Regions from separate parts of the Danio rerio genome. Here region 1 is linked to region 2. A link is a contact called in public HiChIP or PLAC-seq data. All regions are on one chromosome and are shown on one strand. Each heading gives the region's core, a stretch centred on a gene start, on an enhancer-like site or on the middle of the called end of the contact. The rest is flanking DNA. Distances are from core to core; before and after follow the strand shown. Region 1 holds the start of gpc5a (glypican 5a). Region 2 overlaps gpc5a (glypican 5a).

Region 1 (7,709 bases), core at 501-3,000, 76 kb before region 2:
TCAGCTGCTGTGCATTGGAATGTTGGGAGGTTTGCTGTAGCCCTGTGTAAAGATGAACAGTACATTCATTTTTATAGTGAAAGCATGTTCTCTAAGTTTAAAATAAATTTGTTGTTAGTCCATAGGGAAGTACAGCCAATCTCTATTCAAATCAAAACCTTTGAGTCTTATCACTTTATTATTATTATTATTATTATTTTTTTTTTTTTATTGGTGTTTAAGACAACATATCTTAGTATACAATACAACAGGAAAGTTACAGACTCATATTTTCCCTCTGTCCTCTCAAAATAAAATATATTAATTATAAACAAACATGTCCTCTGAAAGGTAAATAATAAAAATAAAATAATTAAAATATACATATAAAAAATTATATATATATATATATATATATATATATATATATATATTATTTTTTTAAGTAAGCAAGTTTTTATTAAAATGGCAAAAAAAAAAAAACATTTAAAAAGTTCACATTGTGTATATATATCCACTTAATTACTGTGTATTAGATCTGATATCAACTGAACAGGGTAAGCCTTTGACATAGTCTAAAACAGGGTTCCAGGTCTTGTAAAAAGATTTTGGAAATACTGTAAGTAAACATTAATTTCTTAAGGTTTATGTAACTTAAGATTTGAGTCATCACTTTATATAGTTTATTATAATGCTTACTAAAATATTACAGTGACAATAGCTGAAATTATTATTGATATTTAAGTGATAATCTTAGGGTAATATCAAGGCTAAAGATCTCTGAAGTCTTCGTTAATAGTTTCAGTTCATTGTTTTATGTTTTTAAGAAACTTGACATCAGTCAAACCAAAACAAGTTGTTACCTGCAGTGTCAGTAAATGTCAAATAGATGGGGCTGTTGCAGCTCATTTGGGAGAGATGCTCGCATTGTCTGCTGAAGGTGTTTTATTTCCAGTAATTTATCTCCACTGTTTTTAGTAATCTATTTAATAAAAATATAAATTAACATCGCTAAAAATTAATTGGAATTACCCCCGCTAACTTCTATTAAACTTTCCATATGCAACAGGCTTTCAGTTTCGGAGGCCCGTTCGTTGTAGTGGGTGAAACTTATTTTGTGTATGTGTGTTTGTGTGAAAGTAACAGTGTGAGGTTTCCAATGTATAATTCTACAAAACTTTGCTTGATAATTTGCATAGCCTACTACTCTCCTGGAGTAGCAGCTATTCAAAATCAGTAATCAGGGTCTATATACAGGCGATTTGTGAGGTACAAGCGATTAATCCGACCGCAACGGGAATCTTCAAACTGTTGCCATGGTTACCACCTGAAGCTAACGCGATTTGTGTTAGCGACCATAACATTTTAGTAATAAATGTTAACTTTTAGTACTCTCAAATAAGTTCTGTAAATATAGCTGAGGGTCAAATTTAGGAAGGATGTACTAGGAAAAAAAAACTGCTCCTAAAATACTCGTAACGTTATACCAGTGCTAGTTGTGCTGTTGTAGTGTTCGCAGTTGGACCAGGCTAACGTTAATGATTCCGCCCATTGGCTCCTGACAGCTCCGTCTTTCAGCAGCGCATTCACTGCGCTCTTTTTGAAGGTCCTGTGTGAAACACTCAGTGTGTGTGTGATGTACAATCACTTCTGTATATGTCTCTTCACCTAAAATCAACCGGAGGTTTTCACCAGAAGTTTTCCGAGGGCAAATCAACGCGCGTTTTCCTTCAGCGGACATCATATTTCTCAACTGGTCAGCTTCTGGAGATGGAAATGGCGATCCGTGGAATTTTGTTTTATACATTTTTTGCGGTTTTCACAGATGTCTGTCAGGGGACTTTAATGGACTGCGAAGAAGTGCGTAAAGTTTTTCAGTTGAAACAAATCGGACCTGCAAAATCAATACCTGACACGCCGAGAACAGGTAAGAATGTGATGTGCTGGATAACATAACATAGGTTTTCTAGCCGGTTGGTTTTGTTTTCATCACACTTGATTGCTAAACGTTTAATATTAGCCTACAAAGTACCTGAAACAAACCTGACACTTTGCGTTATCAGGTTTTTGTTTGTATGACAAAAAAAAAAATCCCGTCCAAAAATTGTAGATATTTTTCTGAGGCGGAAGTCTTGAAGAGTGATATCATAACTAAAGCTGATCGACATTCAAACTAGCAAAACCTGCTGTTTTTCTCGTATACATACACTTACACTTGTACGATATTGAATTAAAATATTTAATCGTCTGATATATGAACTTCAAAATGAGGCTATCAAGACGTTTCACAGAATCATGCCCTGGGGGCGCGTTTACCGGCTTTGAGGTAACGTTAAAGGGGTAGTTCACCCAAAACTGAAAATGCAGATATTTACTCAGTCATTTAATCATTTACTTACTTGTAACAAACCTGTTTAATTCAATTGAATTAATTTTCTTCTGTTGAACATGAAAGAAGATATTTTGAAAAATGTTGGAAACTTAAAAACACTAACTTCCATAGTAGTTTCAGAATGTTTTAAGGTTGTTTTCAGATACGATTGAGACCAGAAGTTAATGAAAATGATTTATTAAATTTACCATTAATTGCATTTTATTAACATCTACCCCAACCCCAACTCTAAACCGAATCGTCACAGTAAAGTAAAAACAGTAGTTACGGAGTATTATTTGTTTTTTCGTCACCTTAGAATTGTATCAGATATTTTTTTCAAAATTGAGTTATTGACAAATTGTTATTAAATGACAGCTTATTTACATTATGGGATGTTTTTTAATATAAGTTTTTTTTTTTTTTTACATTTTAAGACATTTTATGTGAAAAACAAATGTCGCACACATACTGATTGCTATATAGAATGCAAAAACTTTGAAGCTCAATGTCTCAAAATCATTCAGAACGCAGATAGAAGCTTATAATTCCAAGATAACGATTTATAAAATTACCCTGTAAAACACTACCACCACAGTACAGTAAAAATATTAATTATTGTTAGTGAAATCTGCTGTTTTTCTTGTACACTTACAAGTAGGCTATATTAGTAGGCTACCCTGTACGATATTGACCTAAAATATTTAATCGCTTGATATATGAACTTCAAAATATTGCTGTTTCACAGAATTATACCCTGGGGGCACGTTTACCAGCTTTGAGGTAATGTCAACGTTAAAGGGATAATAGCTGTACAAGTTTTTATTCTTCTGTTGAAGACAAAAGAAGATAATTTGAAAAATGTTGGAAACTTGTAAACATTGACTTCCATAGTAGTTTCAGAATGTTTTCAGGTTGTTGCTAGATCAGATACAGTTGCAGCCAGAAGTTAAAGATAATTATTTATTCACAAAATTTTCATTAATTGTATTTTAATAGAGTCTACCCATACCCCAACGCTAAACCCAACCGTCACGTTGTGGTAAAAACAGTAGTTTCATGCTATTATTTTAAGTATTATTTAGGTTATTTATTAAATTACCCAATAAATTGTATTTTTTAACATCTTTCCCTACCCTGACCCGAAACCCATCACACAGTACTGTAAAAAATATTAATTATTGTTAGTAAAACGTGCTGTTTTTCTTGTACACACTTATAAGTAGGCTATATTAGTAGGCTACCTTGTACGATATTGAGCAAAAATATTTATTCGCTTAATTTATGAACTTCAAATTGACGCTATCAAGACGTTTCACAGAATTATACCCTGGGCGCACGTTAACTGGCTTTGAGGTAACGTTAAAGGGATAATTCACCCAAAACTGAAAATGCAGTCATTTACTCAACCTTTACTTGTCACAAAGCTGTTTAAGTTTTTTGTTCTTCTGTTGAACACGAAAGAAGATATTTTGAAAAATGTTGGAAACTTGTAAACATTGAGTAGTTTCAGAATGTTTTCAGGTTGTTGCTAGATCAAGTTGCGCCCAGAAGTTAACTAAAATGATTTATATTATTTATTAACTTTTTATTAATTGCATTTTAAACCCAATTGAACCCAACCATCACAATAGCATAAAAATAGTACTTGTACTGATTATTGTGTATGTTATTTATTAAATTACCCAATGAATTGTTTATTTTAATGTCTACCCCTACCCTAAAGCCCGTTTCACATGGGGCTTCAGCAATGGCGTAGCTTCCCAACCTTCAGCAAATTGAGAAGTTACCAACTTCAGCAGCGAGCAACGCCACTAAAGCGATGCCGACGGGTCTACAATGCAGTTTGGCAATGCCTGACGTCACCTATTTAAAATAAATGGAAAGCATTGATGCTTTAATCGGGTGTAACCCTAAACCCAATCATCACAATACTATAAAAATATTAATTATTGTTACACAGTGTCATATAAAATGATGCTATATTGATCAAATATCCGCAGCGGTATCCCATCTAGAATTGATTTGAATTAACTTTTTATATGGCGACGCAGTGGCGCAGTGGGTAGCATGTTCGCCTCACAGCAAGAAGGTCGCTGAGTCGCTGGTTCGATCCTCGGCTCAGTTGGTGTTTCTGTGTGAAGTTTGCATGTTCTCCCTGCGTGGGTTTCCTCCGGGTGCTCTGGTTTCCCCCACAGTCCAAAGACATGTGATACAGGTGAACTGGTAGGCTAAATTGTCCGTAGTGTGTGTGTGTGTGTGTGTGGATGTTTCCCAGAGATGGGTTGCGGCTGGAAGACAACAACCTGAAAACATTCTGAAACTACTAAGTCAATGTTCACAAGTTTCCAACATTTTTCACATTTTTCACGAAAAACTTGCTGGATAAGTTGGTGGTTCATTCCGCTGTGGCGACCCCAGATTAATAAAGGGACTAAGCCAACAAGAAAATGAATGAATAACTTTTTATATATTTTTTAAGAGTATGTCCAAACGTTTAAGCAAAAATCCTTGACTTCCATAGTAGCCTATTTGTTTTTCCCATTATGGAAGTCAGTGATTGCAGGTTTCCAATCTAAAATAACATATTTTTCTATTTCTTAAAGGTCTGAATCCACTTAACTGTGAGTAAATATTCAGTTTTGGGGGCACTATCTCTTTAAAACTCAACTCTCTGTGTGGACTGCCATGAGTAGCCTAGCTTTTTAAATAAACACCAGTAATGAACAGTGCTTCAATGAGCAGTTCTAACACCCTCAAGTTGTATCACTTCCCTCGAAAGACTTCAACACCAAAAAGATTTGCTGTTTACTTTCACGAAAAACACTTTTACTAAAGGAATTTGGAAGCAGTTCAGAAATGGGCTGGCAGTTTTTCGCATGTCTACTTTGCTTTCAGGATTTGTACACGGCATATCCTGACAGGAAATTAAGACGAAGTGCTCTTTGAAATGTTTTTTAGTAATATATTTGTACGTTCGAGTGCAGCAGAGAGCCTCCACCATCTACTGACGGAAAGCAAAAAGATCAAATTTACTTGGCATGTTTTTACCCTCAAGCTGAGACGCTTTCTCAAATCAGAGATCAAGTGGTGTAGGCTATACAAGGTCAGAAGCTAGCTCTTGAATATTGCCTTAATTAGTCACAAGATGATCTTTTGTTTGCTTTAAACAGCTGTCATCTAAATCTCCCAGCACTGTTTTGGTTTGTGAAATGATCTTTGTCAGGTTGTTTGGATAATTGTCCCATTTTCCTGTTGCTCTTGTGATGTGAAACGAGTTTGGTGACCTCTCTAATGATGAACGGTGGTGGCTCTTTTCAGAGGGAAGGAGCAACCTCTAACTAGTTCGACAAACTTTACTGCGTTAATGGATGTTAAGTGGCTTTAGGAGAACAGTTTGTGCAGTGTTTCCCACAGAGGTCATCAAATGGAGCTCACTTCAAAGTGCTGCTTGGAAGAGGTTTGTTTCGGAGTTTACAGGAATTTAGAGATGCGGTTGGCTATTAAAGTTTTGTTGTAGCTCAAAGAAAACTGAATGAAAGGGGGTTATGTTCATTGCTCATCCTGTACTCCAGGCGTTTTGGTTGGGAGCAGTTAAAATCTGAAGCTCTTTGTGTTCAGTCTTGCTGTAAGGAGATGAAATATGCATTAAATGCAAATCAAATTAGGCTGCACGATATTTGGTTTCAGCTTCAATATCGCAGTTTGATCATTCGCAATAGTCACATTGCAGGATATCCAATGTTGAGTCTGTATTATAATTTACGTTCAATTCAATTCATCTTCATTTCAATAGCGCTATTACAATGTAGATTGTGTCTAAGCTGCTTAAAACAGAAGTTCTAGTTATTGAATCTGTGTCAGTCAGAATTGAAGTTCAGTTCAAAGTCCAAACACTTTACAGCAAATCCATCGATGCGCAGTGGCAACAGTAGCAAGGTATAGGGATGCACCGATTATAGATTTTGATTGTACGATTATGGTCTGAGGAATAATCATGGTTATCACGATTATTATGCATTCATTAGTTTTAAAACACTGATAATTTAGATAAATCTCATGAAGTCTCCTTGAATTTTAAAGTGTTATTTATTGCTGCTCAGTAACCAGATAATATAACACAAAATAATAATAAAAACAAACAATAGTCCATTTCTCTTTGGACTTAAGAATAAGTGAAAAAAGTTTTGGCATTTAAACAAGTAATAATTTTACACTGAAAATAAATGTCAATAAATAAAAAATGAAAATAAAATTTAAATAAATAAATTAAAAATAAATACAAATTAATTAATTTTAAATAAATAAAATTAATTTAATTACAATAAATACATAAAATTTAAATAAACTCATATAATATAATAAATTAAAATAAATAAATTAATTACATGTAAATAAATTAAAAATAAATAAATATATATATAAAAAATAAATAAATGAATTTTAAATACATTTAAAAATAGATAATAAAAAAAATTAAAAGAAAAAAATTAAAAGAAAAACCAGGTTCAGTTAGGGTTGACTATTTCTCCTCTAGCCAAACTTTCTGTGCAGAGCTGCAGTCTAGGCACTGGAGGCCAGAGAATGCTGGACATCCATCGTGGATGTGTTTTTGAAGCCTGTGACTGTATATGTATTTATTGATTTAGTTTTGTATATTGATTTTAAAAGCATTCAGGCATACAAAATTGTACTATTTGTAACTTTAATTATAATGAAAAAATCTTCAAAAGCACGCACATCACTCTTAACTGGGTGCTCAGCCAAAACACAAAAAGTGCAAATTAGGGCTATTAATCAAAAATCTGGTTTCGATTTCGATTTTGGCTTCTAATGATTATGAAAATGGCGTCGTAGTGGCGCAGTAGGTAGTGCTGTCGCCTCACAGCTAGAAGGTTGCTGGGAAGCTGGTTCGAGCTCAGTTGGCGTTTCTGTGTGGAGTTTGCATGTTCTCCCTACGTTCGCGTCGGTTTCCTCCACGCTTTCTTTTTAAAATCATACATTTTTATCTGACTGAACTTGTACAAATTTGTATGAATTAGTATAAAACAGTTATGGTTCCTTGTGAGATCAGGTTGAATAATTTATGTTTAGCTGTCTTAAATTTGGTATTGAATGTGGGTTATTTGTCTTTAGTAATTGAATTTGTATTTGATGGTAAATTTAGAAGAAACACCACAGATAAGTTGATTTTTAGGTTTGTGCATATTTATTGGCACAAACAGGTGCATGTTTTTATGCATTTTCTCTTTTCTGCTGTATAAATATGTCGAGACTTGATAAAAAGTTTGAGATAGTTGAAGCTTTTTCCTTTGGCATTGCATACTTTGACCTTGCGTTCTGCTTTTTAAAATTGCTG
Region 2 (7,043 bases), core at 430-2,929:
AAGCTTTTTCAGATATCCATGTACACTTATATATGTACACTTATATATATCAGTTAACATGGAGATCTGATATGATATATAAATATATATAAAAGCGTCTGCGATGTGTTTCTGATTCTGTTTTTGCACTTCAAACTACAGCATATATGTGTATATATATATATATGTGTATATATGTATTAAAGGGTAAGTGAATTATAACAGCGCAAACTGTTCTGTAACTGTAGTAGTGCAGTGCGTCATTTGTTTAACCCTTTAAGGTTACGTCCTGACTGACTGACAGGTATATGATGCGTGAGTCCATAAGTAAATAAATAATAAGTAAATAAAGTAAACAGTCAAATAAACACTCTGTTCATAAAAATATTCAAATAACATAATTATTCAAATTATTTAATTTAATAAAAAATTTATAGTGGCTCAGTGGTTTGCACTGTGGCAAGAAAGTCACTGGTTCGAGTCCTGCCTGGGTCAGTTGGCATTTCTGTGTGGAGTTGGCATGTTCTCCCCGTGTTGGAGTGGGCTTCCACCGGGTGCTCCCATTTCCCCCACAGTCCAAACACATGCGCTATAGGCGAATTGGGTAAGCTAAATTGTCCGCAGTGTTTGTATGTGTGATTGTGAGAGTGTATAGGTGTTTCCCAGTACTAGGTTGCAGCTGGAAGGGCATCTGCTATGTAAAACATATGCTGGATAAGTTGGTGGTTCATGCCGCTTTGGTGTCCCCTGATGAATAAATGGACCAAGCTGAAGGAAAATGAATATTTAAAATAAAATAAAATAAAATAAAATAAAATAAAATAAAATAAAATAAAATAAAATAAAATAAAATAAAATAAAATAAATAAATAAATAAATAAATAAATTAACAAATTAACAAATTAATAAATAAATAAATAAATAAATAAATAAATAAATTAATTAATTAATTACAATATAATATTAAAAATTAAATATTCATTATTGATTATTAAAGAATTTTATTCCACCCATATTTTGACAAAATTATATTTGAAAAAATAATAAAGTAGCCAACTTGGTTGCCTTTAATAATGTGCTGAAAATAAAACCCAAAATATTAAGTCATTCTAAATGGGAAACTATGCATGCTTGCATGTACCTGGAATTATTGAGAAGACTTAATTTTTTTATTATGTTAGACAACTTTCAAAACTTTAATCCTTTACTAATAAACTTTTTTCTACTCTATTATTTCTTTCAGAAAGCGTGGAGTCTCTGGTGCGTCAGGCGGAGAACCACACCCTCTCCATCCTCCATCAGTCCCAGCGTGATCTCTCCAGCCCAGCAGCATCAGCACCAGTCGGGGAGTTTTTCACAGAAGTGGCTCTGTTCATCCTGGGCTCTGAGCTCAGTCTAGAAGAGTCCTCTCAGAGCTTCTTCAACGCTCTTTTCCCCTTAATATACGAGCGTCTGATTGACTCCCGTCTGTCTCCTCCATACGCCGAATGCCTGCGCTCGTCTGCTCAAGATCTAGCACCGTTCGGAGCAGCCCCAATCCGCCTGGCGTCCCAAATCGCCCATGCTTCTCTACCTGCTCGCGTGTTTCTCCAAGCGCTCCATTTGGGCATCGAGATCATAAATACGACCGATCACATCCAGCTGAGCCGCGAGTGCAGACGTGGCCTACTGAGGATGAGCTACTGCCCGCACTGCAAGGCTCTGACCTCCAGCAAACCCTGCTTGGGATACTGCCTGAACGTGGTGCGCGGGTGTCTGGCTAACCTGGCTGAAGTGGATGCCCACTGGAGGGAGTTTGTACGCTCGCTGGAGACGCTGGCAGTACGGATGCACGGAGAGCTGGATCTGGAGCAGGTGCTGCTGGGGGCGCATGAGCTGGTGAGGGACGCTGTGGCGCACGCTCAGAGGAGCACAGCGAGGATACATGCGCAGGTGAGAGGATGAGTGTGTGGTTAGCACTGTCACCTCACAGCAAGAAGGTCACTGGTTCGAGCCCCGGCAGGGCCAGTTAGCATTACTGTGTGGAGTTTGCATGTTCTCCCCGTGTTGACGTGGATTTCCTTCGGGTGTTCCGGTTTCCCCAAGTCCCCAAGTGAGAGTGTATGGATGTTTCCCAGTGATGGGTTGCAGCTGGAAGGGCATCTGCTGTGTAAAACATGTGCTGGATAAGTTGGTGGTTCATTCCACCGTGGCGTCCCCTGATTAATAAAGGGACCAAGCTGAAGGAAAATGAATGAATATTACTTTTATTTTTTCCTGTAGTGTTAAACCATCACTGCAGACATTTGTAAACACACTCGCTGCATATCTCAGTGACTATAGCTAAGCTGAAGGCCTTCAGCTGCCAAACGCAAGGCATTCTGGGAATGTTTGGCTCCATCGCTGCATGTGTGACTGTGAACAGCTGATGTTCAAGCCCGACTGCATTCCTCATCGCCAAACAACACTTGCAACCACAGCTTTAGCATGCTGCACGCGACATGTTCGAGAAAGCTGCAGAAATGCCAAGGCCAAGGGTGTGAAAGAAACATTATTTCTCCTTCACCTCATTGTGAACGCAAGGATTTTGGATGTGCCGCACATATCCAAGAAAACCAACCATGAGCCTTCAGCCTTCAACCATGTGCCGCCCTGAGCAGATACTTCATTCATTCATTCATTCATTTTCTTTTCGGCTTATTCCCTTTATTATTCTGGGGTCGCCACAGAGGAATGACCTGCCAACTTATCCTGCATATGCTTTACACAACGGATGCCCTTCGAGCTGCAACCCAGTACTGGGAAACACCCACACACTCTCATTCACACTCATACACTATGGTCAATTTAGTTTACTCAATTCACCTATAGCGCATGTGTTTGGACCTTGGGGGAAACCGGAGCACCCGGAGGAAACACACGCTAGAGATCTGCGCGGGACTAAATTTTCAATCCCGCTCCCGCCCGCACCCGCCAGGTTTTAGCCCGAACCCAACTGCTCCCGCTTATATTAAGAATTTGTTGTCCCGCTGCCCAACCCGCCCCGTTTTCTGCCCGCCGCGCCCGATCCCGCTAAAGAGCGGGGGAAAACAAAACCAAAAATCCCCCAGCTAAACAGTCCAGACAGCCAAGCTGTCTGTATAAACACACACACACAGCACCAAGCACACACACACAGACAAATCTCTCTCTCTCTCTCTCTCTCATACGCGCGCACGCACTAACACACACACAAGCACCAAGCAGACACACAGGCGTTTGCTGTTATATCAACTCAAAGGCTTGTAATACCATGTATCAAGTACCAATGTAATACCAAAAGGTTTTATATAAAGGTATATAAATACTGAGTCGTGCCAGCTCCGGGCCGCAGCGCACATTACTCTCGGGCTGATTCCGGCGCGGATGCGGCAGCGTCGGCTCGCTTACGGCTGCCGCATCTGGCCCGAATCGGGCTGGAATCGGGCAGTGAGTCCACAAGCATCCGGAGTCCGGCAGCCAGATCCGGGCCGAGTGGTAAGTCTGTGGCAGGCGAGAATCTAGCTGGAACTGGCCCGAGTGTATTTTGCTATCTGGGAAAGCTCTCTCTCTCTCTCTCTCTCTCTCTCTCTCTCTCTCTTATTTGCGCGCGCGCACTAACATACACACACACACAAGCACACACACAGGCAAAGCTCTCTTTCTCTCTCTCTCTCTCATTCGCATAGCAATATCCGCGATATTGCTAGACAGCCCGCTCCCGTCCCAAATTAAACCCGTTACCGATCCGCGATTTATTCGGAAATTTATTCCCGCGCCGCAGAAATCTGGTCGGGTCCTGCGCCGCCCGCGGGACAGCCGTGGGAATGCAGACCTCTAACACACGCAAACACAGGGAAAACATGCAAACTCAACACAGAAATCCCAACTGACCCAGTCGGGACTCAAACCAGCGATCTTCTTGCTGTGAGGTGACAGTGCTAACCACTGCACCACTGTGCACCCGGTAACTTTATTTATTACAATTTGTCATAAAAGTTCAATTGCTACAATTCTTAGTAAAGTATTTCAGCGAGCACCCTATAAAGCAGGGGACCCTGCATTGTTTAGCTCCAACTGGCCTCAACACACCTGCCTGGGTGTTTCAAGTATACCTAGTAAGACCTTGATTAGCTTGTTCAGGTGTGTTTGATTAGGGTTGGAGCTAAAATCTGCAGCACACCGGCCCTTCAGGAACAAGTTTGATGACCCCTGCTATAAAGTGTTAACCTGCCAAAAAGTTGAGGTTTTATCATTTTGCTTTGCAGTACTGATCTCCAGCCACTGTCAGTGATAGTTCACCCAAAACATGAACATTTTACGCACTATTTACTCACCCTCAAGTGGTTTCAAAACTTTATCATTAATCTGTTATGAATAAAATATTACGATGAAAGCGGAAACCATGTTGAATTAGGGAAAATCAAATACTATGGAAGTCAATGGTTACTGGTTTTCAACATTTTTAAAAATATCTTCTTTCGAGTTTGACAGAAGAAACCCCATAATGGTATGAAACATGTGAAGGGAGAGTAAATGATGACAGAATTTTCATCTCCAGGTGAACTATCCCTATTGTACTGAATGTGTGTGTGATGTAGAGGTGTGTGTTGGTGTGTTGCAGGTGCAACGTGTGTGTGGTCAGTCCAGCAGATGGACGGAGCCGGTGAACAGCGTCCAGCACAGCACAGGACGAGCATCAGACTCGATACCACTGAGAGGAGCAAACAGAAACACAGAGGACTCGCTCAGCAGCCGCAGAACGTGAGACATCTGCATCCTCATCTATATTTACATTTACATCTACAGCTACGTTCAATAGTTATACCTTTACATACATCTGCAGCTATATCAATACAATTACATCTACTTCTACATCTATATTTACATCTACATTTATATCTAATAATACATCTGTTATCTGTCTTGAATTTAGATTACATACATAAAAATGAATCATAACATAACAAAATATATAAAAAAGTGGCCTTTATACCTGTTTAATGAATAATACGATTACAAATATAAGTTCACAATTTTTAATGTAATATATATATATATATATATATATATATATATATATATATATATATATATATATATATATATATATATATATATATATATATATATATATATATATAAGTAATATTAATATAATATTGAATATAATTTATGTATAATTTATTTTTTGTAATATAAAAAAAAACATTAAATATATTTTAATAGTGACTTTAATTCCAATGTAATGTTAGTTATTTACTGCAATGGATTTTTTTAAATGAAAATAAATACTAATAAAATGACTCTATAAAATAGAGTAATAATAATAAAATGAATAATAATAATAATAATAATAATAATAATAATAATAATAATAACATTATATATATATATATATATATATATATATATATATATATATATATATATATATATATATATATATATATATATATATATATATATATATGTCTAGAATTTCCTATAACCTAATAGTATGTAATGAGTTTAAATATTAAAAACATTAGTATTCATTTTAATTGGTATGTAAACACCTAATTTAATACACTGTTTTTCATATTAATGTATTTATATTTTGTTTAGATTGATTTATTTAATATTATCCTAACTTGAACTTTTTGTGTTTGTGAAGCTTCCGGAACCCTTGAGTGTGTTGATCATCAGTGTTAGAGCTCTATCTGCTGGCCAGACTGTGTGCCAGATAATAATAATAATAATAATAATAGTAGTAATAATAATAATAATAATAATAATAATAATAATAGTAATAATAATAATAATAATAATAATAATAGTAATAATAATAATAATAATAATAATAATAATAATAATAATAATAGTAATAATAATAATAATAATAATAATAGTAATAATAATAATAATAATAATAATAATAATAATAATAATAAAAGTTTCATATTTTTAGATGTCTAGCCTTAATAGTATTGTGAAGAGTTTCAATATTAAAAACATTAGTAATTATTTGCATTGGGATGTAAACACCTGCTTTAAGACACAGTTTGACATATTATCTTGTATATATTGTCAAAATATCGTCACATTTGGTAGATTTATTCAATAATATCCAAGTAAGTTGAAGCTTCTTGAACCCTTGAGTTTGTTGATCATCAGTGTTAGAGCGCCATCTGCTGGTCTAAATGTGAATGTCTCTTTTTCTCTGAGTGTTTTCAGTGAGTTCATTCACAGTTTGCATCTTTTATGTAATTAATTAATATCTTGGATGATAATATTATTTAATTAATAATAATAATAATTTTATATATTTATATATCTAGCATTTAATAGTATTGTGAAGAGTCTCTATATTAAAAACATTAGTAGTCATTTTAATTGTGATGTAAACCCCTGCTTTAATGCATCTTTTATGTAATTCTTGAATATCTTAGATGATATTATTTTTTTGTGTGTGTAGTAGAATTTTTTACATTAAATATTTTTTTTAATAATGACTAAAATACTAGTTATTTCCTGCTATGTATTTTTTATTAATATAAATACCGTTAAAATCACTATTTATACATAATAATAATAATAATAATAATAATAATAATAATAATAATAATAATTTAAAACGTTTCATATGTTTAGATGTCTAGCCTTAATAGTATTGTGAAGAGTTTCAATATTAAAAACATTAGTAATAATTTGCATTGGGATGTAAACACCTGCTTTAAGACACTGTTTGCCACATTGTTATCTTGTATATATTTTCAAAATATTACCACATTTGGTAGATTTATTCAATAATATCCAAGTAAGTTGAAGTTTTTAGGTTCATGAAACTTCTGGAACCCTTGAGTTTGTTGATCATCAGTGTTAGAGCGCCATCTGCTGGTCTGAATGTGAATGTCTCTTCTTCTCTGAGTGTTTTCAGTGAGTTCATTCACAGTTTGCATCTTTTATGTAATTAATTAATATATTGGAGGATTTATTATTTAATTAATAATAATAATTTTTTTATATATTTATATATCTAGCATTTAATAGTATTGTGTAGAGTCTCTATATAATAAACATTAGTA

Evidence for each region. HiChIP or PLAC-seq counts read pairs in DNA pulled down with a chosen protein or histone mark.
Region 1: an H3K4me3 HiChIP or PLAC-seq map of embryo shows a contact between it and region 2, with 2.6 times the contacts expected there. The contact joins the promoter of gpc5a here to the enhancer-like site in region 2. A contact is called at or near these places in 9 of 18 Hi-C or Micro-C datasets (caudal fin, embryo, gastrula embryo and 3 more) and 3 of 4 datasets of contacts at active chromatin or transcription factors (caudal fin, embryo and gastrula embryo).

What each region holds. Positions count from the first base shown.
Region 1 is chr1:4,178,041-4,185,749 of GRCz12tu, reverse strand. gpc5a (glypican 5a) reads left to right here and starts at 1,750. Exons shown (of 8, transcript NM_001302236.1): 1 at 1,750-1,906. The coding sequence starts at 1,750.
Region 2 is chr1:4,102,522-4,109,564 of GRCz12tu, reverse strand. It overlaps gpc5a (glypican 5a), which reads left to right. Exons shown (of 8, transcript NM_001302236.1): 3 at 1,223-1,911; 4 at 4,601-4,740. Among named protein-coding and RNA genes, the nearest start is that of gpc5a, 78 kb to the left of the region's middle. Within about 2 kb of position 1,679, at least 3 of the 62 cell types and tissues checked have an H3K27ac peak or open chromatin away from gene starts, as enhancers often do.